Linked DNA regions of Anas platyrhynchos: all the other regions are linked to region 1. Evidence: chromatin contacts called from public Hi-C data. All regions are on one chromosome and are shown on one strand. Each heading gives the region's core, a stretch centred on a gene start, on an enhancer-like site or on the middle of the called end of the contact. The rest is flanking DNA. Distances are from core to core; before and after follow the strand shown. Region 1 holds the start of RAD51C (RAD51 paralog C). Region 2 holds the start of TLCD3A (TLC domain containing 3A). Region 3 holds the start of DHX40 (DEAH-box helicase 40).

Region 1 (4,201 bases), core at 84-2,583:
TGCATGCAGCGCTGCCCGGCCAATCACACGCACCCGCGGCCGGCCCCGCCCCGCAGCGCTCCAGGAGCGCCCCGCAGGGCTGCAGCGGAGTCGCACCCCCAGGAGCTGCACCTGCTGCTCACATCCCTAAAAACGGTTTGAAAAACAGGACATTTGATCCCACAATACCCGCACAGTCATATTTCTTGCGTCCAGGGACAGAAACCACACCTCGAGCTCCCTGTTTTGTCCCTACTGCCTCCTTCTTGCTTTTTGTCCCAGTGTTTCTGTGCTATCAGTGTTCTGCTCTTGGAATCTCCAAGTTGGAAACAGAGCTGCTTGTAATAACGGAGCAGAACTGCATAAATACTACATTTCATTTGCAGTGCTCTTTGCTCCCTGTCATTACAAATGTGGGTTCTAAAAACGCCAGCATTTAAGCGGTACTTTAAGAGCTTTGCAAGCAGAACTAAAATTTAAACTCTATGCACATATTCCTAAAGCAGACTTCCAGAACGTTAGTTTTACAGCATTCAATTACTTCCTTACGATTTTGGTACTGTAACCTTGCAACTAAAACCTTAAGTCTTTCCAGATTACTTCTCTTCATGCTTTTTTTTACTTATTGGTGCCGTTTACCAGAAAAGACCCAACACGCTACCTTTTGTAAACACTGTTCAATGACAAAACTGAATTAACAGTATGCTGATTCTACCTGTTTACCACAAACACAAGCATACAGGAGTAAGTAAACCTTTCCTGCAATGACTTCTCTAAACTGAAGCTTTACCTTTTTTCAGAAGCTTCTTCACCTTGACGCAGTTCCCCTGTCTGACACACTCATGCATCTGAGCCTCGGGGGAGTCCCCTCTTGTCGTCCCAAGCTGCACGGGGCAGGGAATTGGAAGCGGGAGCGCGTGCGCCATCCTCTTCCGTCAACACAAATTGGCAGATAGCTGCAAATCACCACAGCAGGACTTACTCCTCGCTTCCGACACACCAGCAGCTGACTCTGAGCAGTGGCCGCTCCTTCCTCGAGGACCCTGAGGAGAGAACGAAGGCGCTGAGCCCGGCAGGTCGCTGAGGAGAGCCTGCCCCAGGCCCTGACACCCCGATGAGGGGAGAGGGTCCCAGGGAAGGTCGCCGAGAGCTGACAGCGGGTAAATACCAGCACAGTTCTCACACCTGCGGGTCACAGAGGCCTCTCTGACGGGCTGAAGGGAGGACGGAGCCCACCCTCCCCCAAGGACCCTCAGCGCCCCCTCAGCACCAACCGCCCTCAACCGCCCCCTAACGGCCGCGGTCACGTGCCGGCTCTCCTCGCGCCTCAGCGGGCGGCGCATGCGCAGTGCTCCCCCCCCCCCCCCCCCGGTCGCTAGGCGGGGCCTAGCGCGGCCCGGTGCGGCCTAGCGCGGCCCGTGGGGGGGGGGGCGGCGGTATGCAGAGGGAGGTGGGCAGCCTGCCGCTCGGCCCCGCGCTGAGGGCCAGGCTGGCGGCTGCCGGCTTCCAGACCGCGCAGGAGCTGCTGGACACCGGGCCCTGCGGGCTGAGCAGAGGTAGAGGCATGGGGAGGGCTCGGGTCGGCTCCGGGGGGAAGCGGGGGGGGGGGGGGCGCGGGGCTGGGCCCGGGGTTGTGGGGGGGACTGGGGAGGGCTCGGTGCTGCCTGAGGAGTCGCTCTGAGGGGACAGGGTAAGGGGGGGGGATGTTTAGGGAGTTCTACACCTAAGGAAGAAAATGGGCAAAAGTTCCCTCCTGTTTCCGATAAAATAATAACAAACAAAAAAACCCTACGAAATTCACAAAAAAAGTTGAGTCATGAGTACAAATAGGACGCTAAAATTCAGAATATGCCCTTTTGCAAAAAAAAGTTTAGTGATAAACACAAATGGGATGCTACAAATTCAGAATATGCCCTCTCGCTGACTTCCCCCCTTGCACGTTTGAAGCACAGTCAGCCACCGTAAGCAGTTAGGAAGCTGCTTTTGTTTTAAGCATAAGAAAGTAACGCGTACAGTTAAGGAGCTTTTTTCCTTTCAAGAATCTCCAATGTGATTTGTACAGCCCTTTTAAGAAGCGCACCGTGCTTTTTATTATTAGAAATTTTGCTCTCTATGATGATCCATTGTAGTGGTAGCCAGATCCTGGCCTCCCCGTGTGTAAAGATGTACCCAAGCGTGTTTGTGCTGCCTCGCTTCTGTGCCTAGGGCTGTGCTTCACATCTAAAAATAAGGTGTGAAGGTGCTCAGCCCCGGAATACCCCAAGTACTCACGGTGCCAGCAGTAGGTGTCACTACCACTTACTAGTCTGCAGCCTGACTTTGTTTTTCAGGGCCGTATTTGCTTCAAATGACGTTAACTTAGCAGTGCATTCAGTGTAGACGATGCACATTGCTCTCCCAGATCCTAACCGCATCTGTGAACAGTGCTCTGGGCTTTTTATTTACACACTGCTTATTGCCACCAGTGCATCATTGGTCTGAGTTGCTTTGAAAATCATCTCTTTTGAAAATAAGGTCTTTAGTTCCGGAGATGCTGGCAAGCTCTGTGCACTATTACATTAAAAGAATTAATAATTTTGAGTTATGCATCAGAATTGGCACATTTTGTTAAAAAGTTGTACTGTCTGTATTTTAAATTGCTGTTTATAAAATTAAGGTAACATTTCATGATTTTTGTCTCTCCTAGAAATTGGAATCTCCAAAGAAGAGGCACTGGAGGCATTGCAGGTTGTAAGGCAGGAATGTTCTGGCGATGCAGCAAGGACTGCTGGGGGAGCTGGCACCACCAGAAAGTGCACAGCACTGGAGCTTCTGGAAGAAGAGCAGGCGCAGGGCTTCATCATCACCTTTTGTTCGGCCCTAGACAATATTCTGGGAGGTGGCGTGCAGCTGACAAAGATCACTGAGGTCTGTGGAGCGCCTGGTGTTGGGAAAACACAGCTATGGTATTTTATTTTTAGATTACTTTTGTGCAACTGAGAATCACTTTTCTTTGTTGAATTTAACTACAATGAGAGTTCTGATCAATATGCAGTTTGATGATGGCTAGGCACCTTCCTCTTCCATGTATTCCTCAGCAGAAATGTAGTGAGGAGGGAAGATGCTTGTAACAAACATGTTTATGTTTTTGTCTTTGTTTCCCATGACAGCATGCAGTTGGCAGTAGATGTACAGATTCCAGAATGCTTCGGGGGTGTCTGTGGAGAAGCGGTGTTCATTGACACTGAAGGAAGTTTTATGGTAGACAGAGTAGCGGATATTGCAGCCGCCTGTGTGCGGCACTGCCAGCTAATTGCTGAAGCTCATCAAGAAGAAGGTAATGATTCTGTGACACGTTTCTTTCTGTCTAGTAGGCTGGGATCTGAGTGAAACTGGTGTGTCATAGGCTGCTATTTTACAGTTTGAGAGTTTCAGCAGCAGTGCTGGCTTAAGCAGTTCTTGCTGCCAGCCTTTTACTTCCACCCCTACGTATGATACTGTGAACTGCGTCACTGTGACTGGAGCCATGCTGCAGGCTGAGCTGATCTAGTTTAAGAATAACTCTTTTTTCTGGGTGATGATTCGTTGGTAGTTTTTTGTTTGTTTTAGGGATCTTGGTTTATCTTTTTTAAACATGAATCACTTTAATGATTGAATTTACAGCAAAAGCAAACACAGCTCTGCCGGGAAAACTGAAGGATAAGGTGCTGCAGTGCAGGGACAGGAAGAGCAGCTAAGGAAAAAGAGAAAAGGCAGAATTTCTTAAGGCAGCATGGCTGAACGGTGTTTGAACAAAGATAAAAGGACACTTTTAGCCCAAGATAAATGGGCTACTTCCTGTACATTAAACAATGCATGATTAATGCTCACTGTTGTCCTCTAGTGGTGTTCTGGCTTGAAAATGATTTACAGGAAAAGTTCTTTTTCAGAAATTAATTTTTCATTTTTGGCACACTCCCTTGGAGGTTCAAGTGTACCCACGTGCAAGTGCTGAGATAGCATCTGCTCGCTACCTTCCTGACTTTCCAGCCAGATGGAAGACATGTTTTCCACACTCTTTACCTTCACTGTTTGTCTTAACAAAGTTTTTGGGGTGATTGCTGCTGTTGTTGCTGTATGTGGAAGGCATAGTATGGTGGAATGACGATAGTAGCAATGCGCTAGCATGGATTTCTGACTCAGTTATTCATCTATTTATTCTCAGATCATCAGAAGGCTTTGGAGACTTTTTCTCTTGAAAGTA
Region 2 (3,799 bases), core at 999-3,498, 180 kb before region 1:
CACGGCCAGCCAGTGCCTGGGGAGGGAGCAGCACACGGAGGGGTGGTGGTGGAGGTGTGGTGATGCCCCCACGCCTGCTGCTGCAGCGAGGGGGCATCAAGGCAGAGCACGGCACCCCGGGGCCCATCTGCCAGTGTGTAAGGTGGTTGTGTTCCTGCACCCGTGCTACCTGGAGCAAACGGGGAGTGACGGGTGATTCCTGAAGGCAGCAGGTGAGCGGTGCCCTAAAAGCAAGGTGTTTATCCGGGTGGTGCCGTGAGGTTTCTGCTAGGGCCGTGCAATCAGCCCTGCAGCAGGCAGGAAAGCCACAGCCACGAGTGACAGAGAGCCCCAGCTCCCGAGGAACCCGAGGGCTCAGGGACCCATCACCCCTAGGGTCTGGTCTGCAGAAATGTGACCGTTCCCTGCAGTTTTTGGGGGCCCAGCACCCCCTTCCCCAAGGACGCTTCCTCGGCACTGCCCCGCTGGTGGCTCGCCGTGCCAGGCGCCGCAGGGCTGAGCACAAACACAGGGCGATAGCACGGCAGGCAGGTGTGTGCCAGGGCTGCACGGCACCTCCCCGCATCCAGGGCTCGTCTGCCAGCCCTGCAGCACGCAGTGCCCCCCGGGACAGCCGGAGCAAACGCCCGGTGGGAATAAAACACCGAGCCTGGATCCCTCCTGCATGCCCCTCCTGTCGGCTGCCCAGCCCGGGGCAGTGTCTGAACGCAGCTGGAGATTCAGAGTTAACTGGAGGTGCCTGGCCCGGGGTTGGGAGAGTGAAGCGCGAGATGTTTAATATAGGCAATAAATCCCTGAGAGACGTTTGTCTGTTGGGAAATAATTGCACGCAGATGCCTGTTCCCAAAGTATGTCGGAATCCCGGTTGCACAACCCGGCTGCAGTAACCCCTGCTCGGCGCGGGGACCGGGCTCCTCGAAAAGCACCGAGCGGACCTGCAGGGGCAGGGGAAGCGCCGCTGCTCCCAGAAACATAGCTCGGGGCCCGAATAAACCGGCTCTTGCTCTCCTGCTGCCTCAAGAAAAATTCCCTTGTGTGTGTTCCTGCTTCAGCCAGGAAGAAATCCAAAACGCGTGGCTGTCCCGGGGAGGGGGGCGGACGGGCCCTTGTTGGTACAACTCGCCCAGGGCTTCGGAGGGCAATTAGGGTGCCAGCAGCACAATGCTCGTCTGGCTGTGTAAATAAATTGGCAGCTTTTATTGCAGCCCTTGTGCTGCTTCCTGGCTCTCTGTCTTGCTGTCGTTCTCCCAGCCCTTCCCCGCTGAGCGCTGCGCTGCAGTTACCCCAGATACAAGGGAAATCTGGGTCTCTGGCCGCAGAGCCACGGGGCTGGCATTGTTCCCCTGACCACAGGGCGGGTTTGGGAGGGTTGAGCTCCAACTCCCTGGGATCCTGCTGCAGTCAGATGAGATTTCTGTACCCGTGTGCCCGAGGCACTGCAGTGACCCGAGGCCGCTCGCCGCCCTGAACGGCCCTCGATGCTCTGCGGGCACGAGGATGCTCACACAGCCGGGCTCAGTGCGGGTGCTCTCCCCACCACCCTCAGCGCTGATTCACACCCCGAAGAGCCCAAATCTGGCTCGCTGCTCACCCACGGCTGCGTTCTCCGCGCCTCCTCTTCCCGTGCCGCTCTCAGCTCTGCCTCCCAGCCTCTCACCCCGAGTGGCTCTGCTCAGGGCTCCTCACGGGGCGGCTGCCGTGAGCCCCGGACGATCCGGGGCTGCTCCCCGAGCACCACCAGCCGCACTCCCGGGATTTCTGCTCCGGGTTCTGCGGGGCTGCCCCTCTCCGGCCACCCCCGGGCCGGCAATAACGGGGACCCCCCACCCCGGGGACCCCCCCACCCCCGGCACCCCCCCCCTCCCGTTACCTGTCTCGCACCACATCCCCGCAGCTAAGCACCACCGTGAGCCCCGACACCGTCGCCATCGTAGCTTGGACCGTGGACACCACCCTGCAAAAACGGCGGCGAGGGGGGGGGGGCGGCTCAGACACCGACCCGGGGCACCCCCCCCCCGCCACCACCCTCCCGGCCCCCCTCTCTACCTGCCGCTGAGCAGGACGCGGTCGCGGCTGCTCCATGCCGGGGCCGCCCAGCGCAGCGCCCGGGTGCAGAGGGCGAAGAGCCCCGGGAAGAAGGCGGAGGCGAGGCCGAGCGTGCGCCACATGGGGCCCGCGCCGCCGCCGCCGCCACCTCCCGCCACCACCTCCCGCCACCGCCGGGGCGCGCCGCGGAGCCCCGCCCACTTAGGCCACGCCCCCTTTAGGCCACGCCTCCTTTTGACAAACCACGCCCCCCTCCGTTAAGCCCCGCCCTCTGGGTTAAGCCACGCCCCCCTCTCCGAACTCGGTCCTCCTGTTTCCCGGCATGCCGCGCGGCCCGGAAGCGGCTGGTCGCTATGGAGGAGGACGAGCCCGAGCTGGCGGCTGGGCTGGAGGCGGCGCTGGAGCTGGCGCCCGCCGTGCAGGCCGCGATCGAGCAGGTGGGGACGGGGCCGGGCTGAGGGGGCCTGGGGGGGGCTCGGGAGCAGCGCCCGGCGCGTTTTAGAGGCGGCTCCTGGCGCCCCTCCCAGGTTTCTGGGAGCCCCCTAGGCCTTCAGCCCCCCCCTCAGCCCTCCTCAAGCCTCCCCCAGGCCCCCTCAGGCCTCCCGGCGGTTCCCTGGGCCGTGCCGTGCCCCCAGCAGGGGCTGCCCGGGCTGTGCGGGGCTGTGGCAGGGCAAGGAGCGGCTGTGATGCTGCTGTGGGGCAGGTGGCACAGCGGCGCTGCCCTCTTCTTGGCAGCAGTGTGTGTGTGACGGCTCCTGGCAGGGCACTTACTCACCTCATGCCATGCACGCAGCTTTTCTGGCTCCAGCAGGCGGTGGTGGAGCTGGGCAGGTGCCTGTGAAGGCCTCTAGGTGAAAGCTGCTGATGAGGCCTGTTCCTAGGCGGAGTTTCTCTCGTTTAAAGTCTGACACAACCCTGTGAAAGGTGGATAGTGCATGTGCCCGGTTAAAGCAGGGTTTTGTGAGGGCTTTGTGTGCAGGGTGATGTGTGGAGGTGGTGCTGCAGTGTGATGGGGACAGCTGCCGTGCTTGCTTGGCATGGTTTTGACCACAGAGAACAGAGCTGGTGGCTGTATGAATATGGAATAAGTATGGTACCAGAGAAGGGAATGCAGTGTGTTTTAGTCTGTCGGGACAAAAGCACAAAGGCTGCCAGCTGTATTTGCATCATTTGAGCTACTTCTGGAGGCAGATCTGTCTGTACCACTGCCGCTCTCTTCCTCTTCCTGGGGGTAGGAAGAATCACCCGGCTGATTCTATTTCTTTCCCTTGCTTTCATGTGTGAGTGGCAAACCCCAATCTCCAGAGAACTTGTACAACCATTTCTTAATTCATCATGTTTCATGTTACATGGCTATGAAAAACAAATCCTCTGCCTCTCACCGCAGGGCCTCACAAAGCCTGAGTGAAGATAAGGGCAAGGCCTCAGCAGGGGTCATCACTTCCACACAACTGCAAAGCTCAGAATGGTTTGGGATGCATAATTAATGGCTCGTGTGTCTTGGGAATCCCTTGCACAGGGCTGGTTGTGCTCGTGCTGTATGTGGAAGCACGCACGTGTGGTATCTGTGTTTATCCAGGCTGATAGCCCCAGGAATTTTTGTAGGTTGGAGATCTCATTCCTGAGGACTTTGTGCAGGCTTGTTAGAACGTTGCCGTTGAACACAACCTGAAGTGAGTGCTGAAGTGATTAAAAAGTAGCAGATACTGTGTAAATTTACAGAAATTAAAGTTGATGTGTTGTTCATTGTGTT
Region 3 (3,940 bases), core at 553-3,052, 220 kb after region 1:
GAAAAACCTTACCTACCCCTGTGCGTGCCAAAAGCAGTATGTGATTTAAATAGAATCACGTAGAATGTGCATGTCTGCATGCATTCGTATATACATGAGTATCTATGAAAACCATATAATAATGTAATAAAAATTATCAGTAAAAGACTACCAAAAAGTGTGTTTGAAGTTTCCAGTAGGAAATAGTAAAGCAGTGTATATGATCACCATTAACTGAGCAAGTTACTAGCAGCAACACGGCATTAGTACATTGTGAGGAAATAAATACGATACGCTTTCACAAAGGGATGCAACAGCATACAGCAGATTGACATGTTCCATTATGTACCTAAGTGATCAGAGCTATAGGACGGTTAGAGCCATCTTACTGCCAGGCTGATGTGCTTCTTGTGCTTACAGAACAGCATCGAAGTTACTGTCAGTAATTGCTACAGGTCAGCCTCAGACAGAAATGGCAGATCTGTACCAGCAGAATGCCTAAACGCCTAAATGCTGTCCAAAGTATGACTCTTCATGTTAGTACGTGCCGATTGTTTGTCAGCAGCTGGTGGACAGTTTTTGTAGCTTTGGAGAAGGGATTTGTCTTGCTGTTATTTATTTATTTTGTGGGGGGCAAAGATTGTTGCAAACCCCTCAGAGTAATAAACCCAGGGACACAACACCAGGTATCCTTTGTAGCTGTAGCACTGTAATGAAACGCTTCCTGCACTGACCTCTTCTCTCTGGCTGTATTAATAAGGAAGGGCAGAAAACATCTTACCTGCCACCACTTTACCATGCCGGTTTCTAGACAGACTAAACAAATATTTATAGGCTTTAGAAATATCTGAATCTGGCAACCGTGGGGACTGAGGTAATATTTTCCCAGGTCTAGAGTGCTTCGCAAGCATTTCCTGGTCAGCCCTCGCGCTGAGGCCTGAGCCAGCAGGTGAATATTTCTCCCATTGTGTCAGAGGCACGAAGGGAGGCAGCTGGCAGTAAATGGAGTCAGTAGGTGGCCTAATTCGGGCTGACACCAGGACAAACGCACGGCGCGGCTCTCACCCCAACGGAGGGTGAACCATTAACATCTGTGCGGGTCTCACCCCAGTGGAGGGTGAAACATTGACACCCTCAGGGCCCATATGGGAAAGGATGTCATGGCGTAGACAAAGCACGGTGCAGAAATTGTGCATTGGCAGGAATTTGTCGCAGCCATGCTCAGTCTGGGGACTGGGATTGCAGCCTGGCCTCATGTGTTCAGCGTTCATCGCTTGCCACCTTCAGGCCATGCCTGAATTCGGTCGTTACGGGGAAATGCCAGGCCTGGTGTGGCCGAATGGTGCTTTTGAGAGACATTTGGGGGTTTTGAGCCATTTTCCCTCACATCTCCTCCTTACGCCCCGGGGAAGGCGAGGGGGTATTTCAGGCACTGCAAGGGAACCGCTGCAGTCCCTCTGATTTCACACTGTAATTCACCCCTGCCAGGCTCCTAGGCGATTTGGGGTAAAAAACAACCATTTTGGTTACAAGAGGCGGGAGGGGGGGGGCGAGGCGCTGTGTGGGGCTGCCTGAGGGGAGGAGGTGGGCTGTGAGGGGCGGGGCCTGTACAGGAGGGGGGCGTGGCCTACACGGGGAGAGGCGGGGCCTGTGTGGAGAGGGGGCGTGGCTTCAAGTGGGCGTGGTTTAGAGGAGTGGGCGTGGTTTATGGGGTGGGCGGGGCGACGAGCCGCATCGCGTCACCTTTGTGCGCGCGGCGGCGCCGCTCCCGCGCGGGTGGTGACATCACCGAGGGGGCGGGGCTCGCGTGAGGGGAGGTGGGCGGCGGGCGGCGGGCGGGGGGCAGGGGGCAGGGGGCGGGTGGGGGTCCCCCCGCCGCCATGGAGGGCGGCCGCCTGCCCATCCGCCGCTACCGCCGGGCGCTGGTGGAGGCGGTGAGCCGGGAGCCCTTCCTCATCGTCACCGGAGAGACGGGCAGCGGCAAGAGCACGCAGCTGCCCCGGTACCTCTTCGAGGCAGGTAACGGCCGGGGGGAGACCCCGTCGTCCCCCCCCCCGGAGTCCCTCGGGAGCCTGGGGGGGGGGGGGTAGCGGGGGAGGGATGGGGGGAGTTCGGCCCCTCAGCTCCCCTTAGTCCCCCTTAGTCCCTCCTCATACCCCTTTAGACCCTCCCCAGTCTCCCCTAGCCCCCTCCCGGCTCCCCTCAGCCCCCCTTCGTCCCTCCCCAGCCCCTCTCAGCTTCCCCTCAGCCCCCCCAGTCTCCTCTAGACCCCCAGACCCCCTTCTGCCCCCCTTAGCCCCCCCCCAAGCTCCCCTAAGCCCCCCCCAGCCCCTCTCAGCTCCCCCTCAGTCCCCCCCAGACTCCCTCAGCCCCCCTTAGTCCCCCTCAGCCCCCCTTAGTCCCCCTCAGCCCCCCTTAGTCCCCCTCAGCCCCCCTTAGTCCCCCTCAGCCCCCCCCAGTCCCCCTCAGCCCCCCCAGCCCCTCACAGCCCCCTGACGCCCCCATTTCTCTCCCCGCAGGCCTGGCCGAGCACGGGGCCATCGGTGTCACCCAGCCCCGGCGTGTCGCCACCGTGTCGGTGGCGCAGCGGGTGGCCGAGGAGCTGGGCTGCACGCTGGGCACCGTGGTGGGCTACCAGGTGCGCTTCGACGACTGCTCCTCGCAGGTAGGGCACCGGGCAGAGAGCGGGGGGTCCTCGGAGGATGCAGGGTGGAAGTGTGAGAGCCTGGGAAGCTGTCCTGGCGGGGTGGAGCTGCGGTTGGGTTGTCACAGGGCTCACGTCTTATCGTAGAGTTATGAAATGGCTCGGGTTGGAAGGGGCCTGAAGGATCACCCAGTTCCAACCCCCTGCTTCAGGCAGGGATAACGCCCACAAGATCAGGTTGGCCAAAGCCCCATCCAGCCTGGCCTTGAGGACCTCCAGGTATGGGGCATCCACAGCCTCTCTTGGCAGCCTGTTCCCATGCCCCACCACGATGAACGTTGCCAAACACTTGTGATGCTGTGGGTAAAGTTGTGTGTTATAATCCCAGCATGTATGCGTGTGTCTGCTGGGTGAGTATCTGACCTGTATCGATGTAAATAATCAGGGTGACAGCTGAAGGTCTAATTGAACCTTTCAGGATACTGCCATCAAGTACATGACGGATGGCTGCTTGTTGAGGCATATTTTGGCCGACCCCCTTCTCAGCAAGTACAGTGTCATCATTCTGGATGAAGCCCACGAGCGGAGCCTTAGCACTGTGAGTGTCGCCTTAAACACGAGTGTTGTTTGGTATTGGTAAAGGGGAAATTTGAACTCATTGGTAAAAATAATACAGATGTGGTACTCCTTCCTTCTAGTCTGTTTTCAACTGAAGGTTCCGTAGGAGGTTTGCATCTTGAAATTACCTCTGTACTTATTGACAGAAAAGTTTTACCAAAGCAAGGAACAGGCTAAGTGACTCCCTAAAAATCTTTCACAGTGGGTCAGTTCCTGCAGTAAGACAAGATCTCAGGAGTCCTGACACTGTGTCTGTATGGACCTCTAGAAATGTTGTCTCTCTTATTGCTCAAAAAGGTAATGAGCATGGTTCTCAAGGTTTTTGGCTGACTTTCTACAGATGTGCTTTATCCTTTTGCTGTCCTAAGACCATAGGATCACTGCTTGATTTGTTGCATGCTGTGTATCCTGAAAATAAGATGCTGCCTGTAATCTATTTGAAATTGTTGTAGCTGTTGTGTTTGACAGCACTTAAATGTTGGCTGGCGCTGGACAGCGGTGTCCACTCTGTTCGTCCCCTCAAAAAAAAAAAAAGGTAACAACCAACCAAAAAAAAAAACAAAAAAAAAACTCCCACAAACAGAAACCAGCCTGAAACATCTCTCTCACTCTAAGGCCTAACGTTTCGCAGGGTGTGTATATGACTGTGCAAAGAGATTATGGTTTGGGGGTCATGGAGGTATCCAGACTGACCTAAGT

The links. A called contact is a pair of places that touch in the nucleus more often than the background predicts.
Region 2: a contact with region 1 is called in a Hi-C map of subcutaneous adipose tissue, with 2.9 times the contacts expected there. The contact joins the promoter of TLCD3A here to the promoter of RAD51C in region 1. A contact is called at or near these places in 6 of 8 Hi-C or Micro-C datasets (F5 follicle, liver, skeletal muscle and 2 more).
Region 3: a contact with region 1 is called in a Hi-C map of subcutaneous adipose tissue, with 2.2 times the contacts expected there. The contact joins the promoter of DHX40 here to the promoter of RAD51C in region 1. A contact is called at or near these places in 3 of 8 Hi-C or Micro-C datasets (liver, skeletal muscle and subcutaneous adipose tissue).

The regions. Positions count from the first base shown.
Region 1 is chr20:3,490,458-3,494,658 of IASCAAS_PekinDuck_T2T, reverse strand. It overlaps RAD51C (RAD51 paralog C), which reads left to right and starts at 1,333. Exons shown (of 9, transcript XM_027471951.3): 1 at 1,333-1,535; 2 at 2,666-2,924; 3 at 3,129-3,295; 4 at 4,163-4,201. The coding sequence starts at 1,418. It overlaps TEX14 (testis expressed 14, intercellular bridge forming factor), which reads right to left. Exons shown (of 35, transcript XM_072026048.1): 4 at 962-1,022; 5 at 770-863.
Region 2 is chr20:3,675,889-3,679,687 of IASCAAS_PekinDuck_T2T, reverse strand. It overlaps TLCD3A (TLC domain containing 3A), which reads right to left and starts at 2,248. Exons shown (of 5, transcript XM_027472675.3): 1 at 2,047-2,248; 2 at 1,871-1,954; 3 at 1-16. The coding sequence starts at 2,168. It overlaps VPS53 (VPS53 subunit of GARP complex), which reads left to right and starts at 2,354. Exons shown (of 23, transcript XM_027472510.3): 1 at 2,354-2,392; 2 at 2,394-2,483. The coding sequence starts at 2,369.
Region 3 is chr20:3,275,749-3,279,688 of IASCAAS_PekinDuck_T2T, reverse strand. It overlaps DHX40 (DEAH-box helicase 40), which reads left to right and starts at 1,802. Exons shown (of 17, transcript XM_038165783.2): 1 at 1,802-1,998; 2 at 2,499-2,644; 3 at 3,102-3,221. The coding sequence starts at 1,860.